Linked DNA regions of Sus scrofa: regions 1 and 2 are each linked to region 3. Evidence: chromatin contacts called from public Hi-C and HiChIP or PLAC-seq data. All regions are on one chromosome and are shown on one strand. Each heading gives the region's core, a stretch centred on a gene start, on an enhancer-like site or on the middle of the called end of the contact. The rest is flanking DNA. Distances are from core to core; before and after follow the strand shown. Region 1 holds the start of SSBP3 (single-stranded DNA-binding protein 3). Region 2 holds the start of LRRC42 (leucine-rich repeat-containing protein 42). Region 3 holds the start of MRPL37 (39S ribosomal protein L37, mitochondrial).

Region 1 (3,627 bases), core at 219-2,718, 230 kb before region 3:
CTGGTGAGGGACACTCAGTGTGTCCTCGGGTTCTTGGCGTGGGCAGAAAGGAGTCAGCAGCAAATAGCTGGGTCACTCTGCCAGCCTCCCCCCCTCAATTTCCCATTGTACACCTGGGTCACTGACAATGGAAGCTTCCCCTCCCCCCACTCCTGACTCTCGTCTCCCACTCCCCAATTTAGCTCCATTTATTTGAAGTTTGCAGATTTCTGCGGCGCGCATCTCGCATCGCTGGGCGCCCAGGTGATGCCCTCCTACCCCGGGATAGCACCGTCTCCCGTGGAGAAGCCGAAGGGGTCTAACTTACTAGGGCGGGCAGACCTCCGAAATTTGGGAGCGATCACTCTGCCCTCTCTTAGCCCAAGTCCTCAGTACCTCCCTCCCGGGCTCCCTAAAGCAGGCCAAGGGCCATTTTCGCGCGACTCCACTTTGGGGTTTTCCAAAGTATTTTAATGATCTAGTAAAGGAGCAGCCGCGCGCCTCGGCGCCGGCTCGAGCCGCCCAGTTCGCAGCGTGGAGCCCCGGGCCCGGCGCTCCGAAGCCAGACTGGGCGAGGGAGAGGACAGGGGGCGGGGCAGCCGAGGGGGGAGGGTAGGAGTCTGGGGAGGGGGTCGGGGTCGGAGCCGGGGGTGGGGGTGGGTGGGGGACCGGCGAGGGGGAGGGGGAGATAAGGGCTGGGCCAGCGCAAGCTGCGGCGGGGGGAGGTGAGGGGCAGATAAGGGAGAGGGACGTGGCGGGAGGGAGCCGGCGGCGCTCCGCTCAGGGGTCCGCGCCCCCTCCCCTCCGACTCTGCCGCAGCGCCCCCCCTCGCCCCCCAGTGGTCCCAGCCTTGGAGAGCGCGGGTCGGGACCCCTCCTCGCAGGGGCTGGGAAACTAGACCTCCCCCGTCCCGATTCGTGTCCCCTCCCCACATCTACAGCAAAGAGAGGCTCGCGCCCCCGAACACCCCCGATTCGCTCGCAGGAGCAGGAACAGCGGCTCCTCGGAGGCGGCCGCAGCGGGGACTGCCGCGGTCGGGCGCTGACAGGGCGTCCCTCCCGGGCCGCCCCGGGCCCGCCCCCTCGTGCCAATTGGTCTAGGCGCCCATCAATCGCGGGACGTTGACGCCCGCCTAGCTCCCTCGCCCGGGTAGCCACGTTCGGTTGAGCTCCAAGTAGACCAGCGGCAGCGGCGGCGGCGGCAGCGGTGCTGGAGGCGCAGAGGGCGGCGCAGGCGGAGCCGGGCGGGCGGCGCGCGAGCGAGCCAGCGGGCAGCCGGGCCGACGGGCGAGCGGCGGCGGCGGCGGCGGCGGCACCGGCACCCCAGGCCGAGCCGGCGCGGGAGGAGTTCCAGGGCAATGGGGCCGCGGCCGGGGCTGACGCTTTGACAGCTGGAAAGAGCGCGGAGCCAGCGCCTGGGGGGGAGGGAGGGGATCGCGGCTAGGAAAGCGCGAGCGAGTGAGCGAGCGAGCGCCGGGGAGGGGGCCGGGAGCGAGGGGGCAGCTCGGGAGCAGCCGGAGCGGTAGCGGCGGCGGCGGCGGCGGCGGCGGCGGCGAGGCTCGGCGCCCTCTTCTCTGCAAAACATGTTTGCCAAAGGCAAAGGCTCGGCGGTGCCCTCGGACGGGCAGGCTCGGGAAAAGTAAGCCCTATTTTCCAAGTGGCGGCCGCGCTGCCGCCGGGCTGCGGGCGGGTGGTGGGAGGCAGGTGGGCGGGCGGGGGCTGCTGCGTCCCGGGCCCCGGGCCCCGGCACCGCCTGCCTGGCCCCTTCCCGAGGCCGCGGCGGGCGGCGTGGGAGAGCCCATTGTTGGGAGCCGGCGGAGGTTGGGGCATCGGGGGGCGCCGCCGGAGGATGGGGTACTTGGGGGCCGCGGGGCGTGCCGGGCACGAGGGCCTGCGGTGAGGGGTGGGCGAGGTCCCGTGAGCGAGCCTGGGCGCCCACCCAAGCCGGGGCGCTCGCCGCGGTGGCCGCACTTTGCCCACCGGGCGCGGGCAGAGGGCGCGTGGCTTCTGCAGCCCCGAAGGCTCCTTTTGTCCGCCCGCGGCGTGAGGAGTGCGTGCCGGGGGCTTTGTTCGGCCGGGAGAGCTCTCCCTTCCCTGCCCTCGGCCTCGCCGCCGGCCCCGGGCCCTCCGGGGCGCCGGGCTGGGTAGGGACGGCGGCGCCGGCTTGGCTCCAAGCTTGGGGGACAGTTGTTTTGGGGGGAGGTGGTGAGGGTGGCGCTTTGCTGTCCTCTCCGGAGCGCGCGGAGCACCCCAGAGTCCCGGACGGAGTCTCCCCGACTCTCACACCTGGAGACAGGGTGGCAAGGAGTGGGTAGGGAAAAGAAGCGAGGCTCTGGGGGTCGGATGGCTTGCGAGTTTGAGAGATCTCGGTGGGTTTGGCTGCGACGCTGCTTGGAAGTTCAAGTTCGGGGGCTGCTCTTCAGCCTCTGCGTTTTGAAGTAACGCCTCTCCTGGTCCCCATCCCCTAGCTGTTCGCACCCGTGGCTCCGGGCAGGGTCGAGGTAGCTGCTCACCTCTGGTTGGGGCCACAATGGGCCAGCGTAGACAGGGCTGGGAGCCGGCCGGCAAGGTCCAGGAGCGAGCACCCGGTGTGATCTGACGCCTTCCCTCCCTCTCCCTCTCTCTCTCTCTCTCTGTGCCCCCTGCCCACTTTCCAGGTTAGCTTTATACGTCTACGAATATTTACTGCATGTAGGAGCACAGAAATCTGCACAGACCTTCTTATCGGAGGTGAGTGGAACTTCCCCCCTCATCCAATTTCTTGACACCCCCTCGTCCCCACTATTCTTAAAGCCTTTGTTTTCTGGAGCAGCCACTGTGGCCACCATTTTGAATTTTTATCACCTTTTGGCATTTATTGTTAGTTGGTCCTCACAGCCTTTTGGCTCCGGGAAGCCCCCAGCCCACCCCTTCTCTCTGCTCCTCTAAGCTGTCTCTGCTCTCTCCCTTCCAGATTCGATGGGAAAAAAACATCACGTTGGGAGAACCGCCTGGGTTTTTGCACTCGTGGTGGTGGTAAGTTTGTGTGATAGTTGTGTGTGTGTTTGTTTTGTTCCGAGGCCCAGGTCTAAGTGAACAAAGACGTGCGGTCTGGAGCAGACCCCCCCCTTCCCATGCCTTAGCCCTCAGCGTCACCCAGAGCAGGGCACCCCTGGGTTCTCAGGCCTGGCCTGGCAAAGGGGGAAGAGGGCAGAGGAGGTCGGTGCCTAAAAGTTTTTGCCTCCTCTGTCCCCTCCTGTTGAGAATCTACTGAATCGTGCGTGGTGCTCGGGCAGAAACTCCTGACTTGTACATCGCACTCCGAGGCACTAGGCAGAGGCTTGGAAAAAACCTGGAAGGATTTTTGTCAATTCTGCATGCTGCTTTAATTAGAGGGAGCGGGGGCGGGGCCGGGCGGAGGGGGTACCAGGTCTGTTTAACAACTGGCCTGGCTCTTCCTTTTTCTCCTTGGAGCTCCTACCTTGAGAGAAAAACCTTTGGGGACCTTTTCAGGCACCCGGAGAAAAAGCGAGAAGGGGTTGCCCCTTCTTTTAAAAGATGTTGATTATACCGATGGCAGCCCCCTCCTCCCCCCACCCCATCAAGTTTCGTTTTACTGAGCACCTGGCTGAGTGCCTGTAGTTGGTAGCGGGGGCTCCCCCTTGTCTGT
Region 2 (3,854 bases), core at 1,080-3,579, 190 kb after region 3:
AAAAACTCAGTTTGCTACAGCCTCTCTGAACAAGAGGAAAGATAAAATAATTGATAACTAAACGAGACAGCTTTTTAGATTCTGAAGTCAGTTTACCAAGCAAGAATCGTGACTATCCAGTCAAGTGGATGGAAGGAGGGAATCAGGGAAGGAGACAACAAGATTAAAACTGTGAGCTGAGTCTAGTTATCTGATTTGAAAAGAAAGAGAAGGAAACACCTCACTTTAGTAGGTAAAGTAACAATCCCCTAGGAATAATAAACCACACTAAGATTATGATGATATGGACAGTGGGAGTGATAATTACCATTTATCAAGCACCTACCAGTTGCCAAGGACTGTGCTAGATACTATACTAAATGACTTCATGTAATCCTCAACAATCCTATGAGGTCAAGATCATCACCTAACAGATTAAGAATCTCAGAGGCATAAAGCAACTGCTTAAGGAACAAAACTAGTAAGCGGCAGAGCCAGAATTCAAACTCAAGGCTGTGTCACTCCAAAGCTCAAGCTCTTTCCACTGTATGATGCTGTCTCTCAAGAATAAAAATATGACATCAGCCTTAAGGATAAAAAAAAATGTTAAAAATTAATCTCACCCACCTGTTTGATCCCTCTGGTATTCACTGACTCAAGCTGGGGGGGGGGGGCGCAGGGAGGAGATAAAAAAACCAGTGGACATCTGAGGAAAGAGTTGGTGGGAACAGAGCCAGGACAGAGCTACACTGAGGCCTCCCTTCTTCCCTCTGCCAGGGCAGAAATTACCCACATTCACACACCAGGAAAAAAAAAATCTGTCAACCAATGGCCTTCAACCCAAGGCTGCAGACACCCTTCGTTTATTTGAAAACGAAGTATTCTTGAGAAAATCTCCAACGTAAAACCTGAACAGAAAGTAGTTCCAAACCACCAATAACTAACAATCTTTTTTTTTTTTAAAAAATAACTAACAATCTTATACTGTTCTGGGTCACCGCCATTATTCAGTTTTCAACGCATTATTTCTTTTTTCCTGTAACTTGCACTTCCCTACCTGCCTTCTCACCCATACGTAGCTCCTACTTCCCTCTTGGAACAGGCCGATCTCTCCTACGTTCTGACCCTGGACAGTTTTTTCCACTTGCCAACTCCAGAGTACCACACACAAAATCCAATCTCCACACCAAGGATCCTAACCCTCTCCCTTCCTCCACTCCCAGCTACCCTGCCCCCACCTCTCCAACCTCCCGCCCTACCCATCCTTCCAGGACCCTTCTGAAATGTGGCTCCCCCATCCCTCCGACCCAATCCCACCGTCACCCGGCTCCTTCCTTCCTAGACCATTCCACCCCCACCCACTCTCATCCCTATGCACTCCTGCTCTGTCCTTCACCATGTATTCGCCCCTTCCTCCCACTTCGCTGAGATTCCCTCTCCCAGGACCCCAATCTCTCCATCTTTTCCTTGTCTTCTGCCCTCAACCTTCAAGATCTCCTTTCTTCACGCCTCACTAAAGCCCAACTTCACAATCCGCGGCCCCAACTTTTCCTCCCTACCCCCAAGACCCCACCCCTTCTCCCATTCCAGTCCTAGACCCTTCCCTCTTGGCACCCCTCAATCCGATTCCCTCTTCCCCTCCTTCGCCAGCACTGCAATCCTCCACCTCGGTCGAAATTCCCACGCATGCCCCTCCTCAAATTCACCCAAGCTAATCCTTCTCCCTTCTCCCACCCAGGCCTGAACCCCAATCTTCACACGCCCTCATACACTCCCCCAGCACCCCAATTCTACCCTTAAACCCACCTCTGACACCCCTATATCCTCATCTCCACATCTTTCACCAACCACACCCCAGCTTCGTCCCTTTCGATCTCCCCCTCCCCCATCCCACCCCTCCCTCAAACCCCGCACCCGCCCCATTCTCAGCCCTGGGCTACGTGAGAGGCCCAGCCCGCGGTCGCCACCTACCTGTACCCCCGCCTGGGGCAGCCCGGCAGCTCCTCGGTGGCAGGTCCCTCCTCCCGCGGCGCGGCAGAGGGGGGAAGCGGCTCCGCGCCCCCGGCACAAAGCTGAGGAGGGTGGGACAGAGAGTGGGCGGGAGGAGGGAGGGGGCTGGGGGCGACCTGGCGCCTTGGGACCGCGGGGCCGGCGGGGGCGGAGGGAAGACTGGGCAGGGGAGGCGCGCTTGCGCGCGAGACCCGGCATGAGGGGCGGAGCCGGGCCTGGAGGCGGGACCGGGCCCCGGGCTGGCGACCTGAGGGCCTAGGGCTCGAGCCGGGAGAGGTGGGGACTGCGCGTGCGTGTTCGCACGAAGGCGGGTCTCTTGGGTCTCGCAGGCCCCTGGGATCAAGCTGAGCTGGGGGAGGGTAGGCAGCGCGTGCTCAGGGCTTACCTAGGGACAGGCCCTTGGGCGGGGCTGCGGAACTCAGCCCGCGAACCAAAGATCACGGGGGCGTGGCCTGGGGCGTGGCCTATGGGAGGGTGGAGCATCAGGCCGGGAGAAGAGCTGAGCGCTCTGGGGATCTCGAGGAGGCTGGGCGGGAGGGAGGCGGGGCTGGGGAATGGGGCGCGCAACGCAGGGTGGGGCGAGACGGGGCGGGGTCTGAGGGAGGGGTGGAGCATAGAGCCGGGAGTAGATTCTGCGCAGCAGCCAGCGAACTCCTAGGAGGCCGGCGGAGAGGGGAGAGGCGGAGTTGTGGGCAGGGCGGTAGAGAGAAACGAAGCTCGACTGTAAGCGCGTTTGTCGCTAACCGGAGGCCTAGGCGATCCGGGCTTTGTGGCTCGCCCGGCACCTTGGGAGGTGGGACCCTGGCTGGGCGAGGCCGACAGAAGGGGATGCTGGTGGAGGAGGGAGCGAGCGAGCGAGCGTGGCGGGGGTTGTGAGGGGACGCGCGGCGCGGAGGCGGATCGCCGGGGTCGCTGAGGCTTGGCTCGTGAGGGGACCGGGAAGGGGGAAGTCTGACGCAGGTCTCTTCGAAGTACCAGAGAACCAGCGCACGAACTTTTTCTAGGCCTGATAAAATGTTTTGACCCCCCCACACACAAAGGGAAAATCAATTCCAAGTCGAAATTATAAGTGTATGAAAATGAAACCTATCCACTGGAACGTAAGTTCATACTTCAGAATTATGTTTGACATAAGATGTGGGTTCATTTAAGATATTTTATCTAGTTTGGCGCCAGGAGTCCAAAGTTATGAATGTTCAGGGCCCATGGAGGTCTCGAAATGGCCTTGAACTGAAGAGAAGGGTTTGGGATGGAGGGGAAAATGTGGGGTCAGGGCTGATTGCCTTTCAAGTGATATGCCAAGCTATAGGCCCTGGCTGGCACTGGGGAGAGGGAGGATGGCGCTTCTCGAATTTACACACGTTCCCGGTGGATGATGTAATGGGACAGGGTTTGAGGAATCAAAGAGTTACCAGAAGCTAGTGGCTGGTCGGGGAGAAGGTGAACTGAAGACTTGGCGCAGAGAGGTTTGCGGAAAGAAAGGACATGCGAACTGGAGGTGAAAGGGTGGATAAATGGCACTGGGACAAGATAAGGCATCTAAGGCATCACCACCAGTCCAATTGAGAACCACTGAACTATAGGCTAAAGCCTACTCTCTTTACCTGACTTTCAAGTATTTGTATTATCTGCTCCTAATCTACCTTTCCTAGAATTCAAGTCATTCTAAAGGAACCCCAGTGCAAGAATTCTTTCTTTAGTTTCTTTCATAGGTTATTACCTTTTCTTGTACACTTCCAGGATTGGAAAAGATTAAAAATCTTCTCTTTGCTAGAAATTTCTTATATCTATGATGTCATCCAGCTTAAAATTCATGTTTGTTTGTTTATTTATTTTGCCCATGCCTGCAGCATGTGGAAGTCCCT
Region 3 (3,854 bases), core at 965-3,464:
AGGAATGTGACTCCTGGATTCTGTGATTCATCAGAAAGAACTCTGGACTTGGGGTCAGGTAAATTGAGTTTTAGTCCCAATGCTGCCACTGTTTCTTAAAACTTGAGAAGTGGATAAAATATTAAGGTTTTATATATGAATAACATGCAACAGAGCTGCCATTTACTCAACATTACCATCTAACCTGTGCCAGGAGCTTTACCTACAAGTTGGATGGGATTTTATAGAATGGAGGATGAAACCCGAGAGAGACTAAGGGATTTGTTTCGAGGCCCAAACCTCTTAAGTGATGGGGCTAGGAGGAGAGCCCGAGTGTCTACATTAAAGCCCACGATCTCTCCATTATCCCAATCTGCTTCTCTAGCCCTGTGTCTTGCAAAGTTTTATTACAGACTTTACTGAACCTCTCTGCATATGGTAAAAGCACAGGGTATGTTTTCAGCCTGAACAAGTTAATTTAACTCCTAAAATGCAACTATGGCAATTCATCTACCTGGTAATGTTACCAGGGTCACTCAAGGATGACAACTCTTGTGAGGTCCCTCTCAGCACTCTGTATGGACAGTGAAAGGGTTTAAAGGCTGCAAGCCCAGCTTTCAGGAAAGGGTTTGGGCAGCTTTAAGAGGCTGGCTGGTTGACTCAAGTGTTTTTCAAACCTAGGATTTATTCGCTGGCTTAGTCCCCAAATTCTGACAGGTCTCTTTCTTTCTTAATTACTCATTGGAAAATTCTGCTCCCACTTACCTGGACCATTTTGTGTTTTCAGGCCAAGCCCTAACCCTATCCTGATTTAGGGACTAAGGAAGAATAAGGAGAAAAATCAGTAAAGGGTCTCTCAATAAACAAGCCCCCCCATACAATGAAACAATTTCTGCTACTGCCATAGACATACAGATAGTTTTGGCTCAAGTTATTTCGAGCTGTTCTTATTCCTAGTAGGAATAAAGGAGAAGGGAACTAGACAGCTTTTAGGTCTGGATCCTTTCCTTGAAAAACATCTCAGCTCTGACCTTTGACAAGAGACACTGACCTGGTGTAGGCCTGGCTTCACTAGTAACCCACAGCACAGCTGTGAGCAAGTCACATCCCCTCTGTCACAATTACCAATCCTGTGAAAAAAGGAGATAGGCCTGCAGATTAAGCACTCTTTCTGTCGTCTCTTTGCACTATAATTCCCCTCTAGTCCTTTTTCGGGTCACACCTGTGGCATACGGAAGTCACCAGGCTAGGGGTGTAATCAGAGCTGCAGCAATGCCACAGCAAAGCGGGATCTGAGCCACATCTGCGACCTACATCAGATTCTTAACCCACTGAGCGACGCCAGAGATCGAACCTGCATCCTCACAGATACTCATCGGGTTCCTAACCTACTGAGCCACAAGGGGAGCTCCCTCCCATCTAGTTCTTAAACATAGTTACATCTGGAGGGTGTCAAGAGCTCAGCCAATGTGCTCCACCTAGTCAAAAACAACTCATGCCACAGGAAATGGAGGCTTAGGAAGCTTCAGCCACTTGACCAAAATCACAGAGAGGGAGAGGCAAGGCTAAGCCTAGAAACCAGTTATTTTCACTTGGCCACTAAAATTCTTAATACTCTCTCACACATGCTGCTCTTTTCGTCCCACTTAATCTTGACAACTTCAGGAGATGGGAATCAATGTCGGGCGCCTTTCACAGACGAAGAACCTGAGGCCCACAGAGTTTCAATGTCCTGCCCAAGGCCACAGAAAATTGAGGTCTGTGCTGAGTGGAGGAACAAGGCCCCTTCCCGCCCGTGCTGGGGCCTCACCCTCGAGGAGACGGCAACGCTGGTGAAAGACGTAGCACGCCTGGTCCTTGTACAGCGGGTGCTCGTGAAGCGGGGGCAAACGGCGGAACTTTGGGTGCGTCCAGCCGGGGTCCCAGGGAGGGAAGACTGGCCGCGCCAGCCCGGGCATGAAGTGCATTTTCCCCGCGTAGGTGATGGGCTCCAGTCCTGGGATCTCGTACACTCTGTCCAGGGGAGGAGGCTCGGGTTTCCGCGTGGAGCGCACACCCCACTCGTACGCCCCGCGTCTCGGGGCCCCGCAGCCCCCAAGGCCGAGCCGGCCGAGGCGAGCCAGCGCCCGCCTTGCGGGCCCAGACGCCAACGCCATACCCAGCGGATCTTCTCAAAGCCTCCACCTGGACGCCACCATCTTCCCGAGCGCAAGGCCTGCTGGGAACGAAATGGGCTGAACGCCAAGGCTCCGTTTATGAGTGGCAGCGGCTTTAACCAATCACAATCAGGGCATCTTTGTCTTGCCCCACCCCCCAGACCTTCTTCCTTTCCCGCAGGTGGAACCCTGCCCGCTTCGCCGCGGGCGGGGGGGGAACCTGCATGATCCTCACCTGAGGGGAATCGCTGGAGGGTAGGTGAGTGGTTGTGATGGGGGCTGGGACGGGACTAGGAGAAGAGCTCCAGGACCTCAAACTCGAACTCAGGACAACCTTGATCTCTTACGGCAGTTGGAGTTTGGGCAGGGTACGTCCTTCTGAGCCTTAAAGTCCCTCGCTGTAAAAATAGTGATAGAAGTGCCTAAACTAGCGCAGCTGCGCAGCGTCCCGCACGTGGTGGGTTTCCTTTCCTCTCAACCACTTCTCACGATAAGCTTGAGCGTGGTCCTTGCACCGACCGCTTGTACTGCTCGCCTCCTCCCCAGCGCTGAAAGTGAGTTCCTTTCCTCCTCTTTCCTTGGAATTTCCTTTTGCGCCTCCTAGAAGCAGGATCAGAGGTACACCTGGAGGTGTACCCTGCTCTTTGAGCAACACGTGTTTATCAAATGACAAACTCTCAGGCACTGCTGAGCACCAGGTTTGCACTGGTGAATGAAACAGATGTGACGTAGACCTTATAGGTTAGTAGGCGATACAGACAGACAGCAAGTAAATAAATAGCAATTACAACACACACACTTCTTACCCCGTTTCCCTAGTTATTTTTCTCTTTCGCATTTAACACTAACGTGCCATGTTTTCCATTTTGATCTTGTGTAATGACTCTCCCACTAGAATATAAGCTCCATGAGTGCGCGGGTTTCAGATTCTTCACTGAAGCCTGCCTGTAGATCAGCGTCTGCCACAGACTCAATATGTGTTTAATGAATGAATAAATAATAATATGTGATTAATCAATAAGGTATTATTAATAATAAACATAGTACCTGCTAGAGAATGAGAAGGGGAAGGTTCAGCAGAGCTCAGAGAAGGTGACCTTGAAGCAGGGCCTGAGGGTGAGGAGCATCATCGCAGCAGAGGCAACAGCAGATGTCAGCGCCTGGCTTCTTACACTGAAAAGGCAGAAGGCTGAGAGAAGGCTTGTCTTTGAGAGGAAGCTGGACCTTTAAAATTCATGATTGACATGGCCAACTTCTCTACTAATTTCCAAACAGCCAGGGAAAGTGAGATTAGTAAAACATGGAGAAGATAAATTTAAGGCTGAGATGGATAAATAACCGCCTTGGAGTTCCCGTCATGGCTCAGTGGTTAACGAATCCGACTAGGAACCATGAGGTTGCAGGTTCGATCCCTGGCCTCACTCTGTGGGTTAAGGATCCGGTGTTGTGGTGAGCTGTGGTGTAGGTCACAGACGCGGCTTGGATCCTGCGTTGCTGTGGCTCTGGCTTAGGCTGGTGGCTACAGCTCCGATTCGACCCCTAGCCTGGGGATCCTCCATATGCTGCGGGAGTGGCCCTAGAAATGGCAAAAAGACAAAAATAAATAAATAAATAAATAAAATAATCGCCTTGGAGTTCCCATCATGGCTCAGTGGTTAACCAATCCGACTAGGAACCATGAGGTTGTAGGTTTGATCCCTGGCCTTGCTCAGTGGGTTA

Evidence for each region. Hi-C and Micro-C count contacts between places; a contact is called where the count stands out from the background. HiChIP or PLAC-seq counts read pairs in DNA pulled down with a chosen protein or histone mark.
Region 1: a contact with region 3 is called in an H3K27ac HiChIP or PLAC-seq map of alveolar macrophages. The contact joins the promoter of SSBP3 here to the promoter of MRPL37 in region 3. A contact is called at or near these places in 2 of 5 promoter capture datasets (fetal liver and liver), 4 of 47 Hi-C or Micro-C datasets (embryonic fibroblasts, heart right ventricle and skeletal muscle) and 1 of 2 datasets of contacts at active chromatin or transcription factors (alveolar macrophages).
Region 2: a contact with region 3 is called in a Hi-C map of liver, with 4 times the contacts expected there. The contact joins the promoter of LRRC42 here to the promoter of MRPL37 in region 3. A contact is called at or near these places in 3 of 47 Hi-C or Micro-C datasets (heart right ventricle, liver and skeletal muscle).

Annotation. Positions count from the first base shown.
Region 1 is chr6:157,910,131-157,913,757 of Sscrofa11.1, forward strand. SSBP3 (single-stranded DNA-binding protein 3) reads left to right here and starts at 1,469. Exons shown (of 17, transcript XM_021096596.1): 1 at 1,469-1,617; 2 at 2,636-2,708; 3 at 2,932-2,993. The coding sequence starts at 1,562.
Region 2 is chr6:158,335,973-158,339,826 of Sscrofa11.1, forward strand. LRRC42 (leucine-rich repeat-containing protein 42) reads right to left here and starts at 2,330. Exons shown (of 8, transcript XM_021096606.1): 1 at 1,951-2,330. HSPB11 (intraflagellar transport protein 25 homolog) reads left to right here and starts at 2,810. Exons shown (of 7, transcript XM_013999370.2): 1 at 2,810-3,089. The coding sequence starts at 3,063.
Region 3 is chr6:158,141,315-158,145,168 of Sscrofa11.1, forward strand. MRPL37 (39S ribosomal protein L37, mitochondrial) reads right to left here and starts at 2,215. Exons shown (of 7, transcript XM_021096592.1): 1 at 1,790-2,215. The coding sequence starts at 2,135. LOC100622386 (NADH-cytochrome b5 reductase-like) reads left to right here and starts at 2,283. Exons shown (of 6, transcript XM_021096602.1): 1 at 2,283-2,394.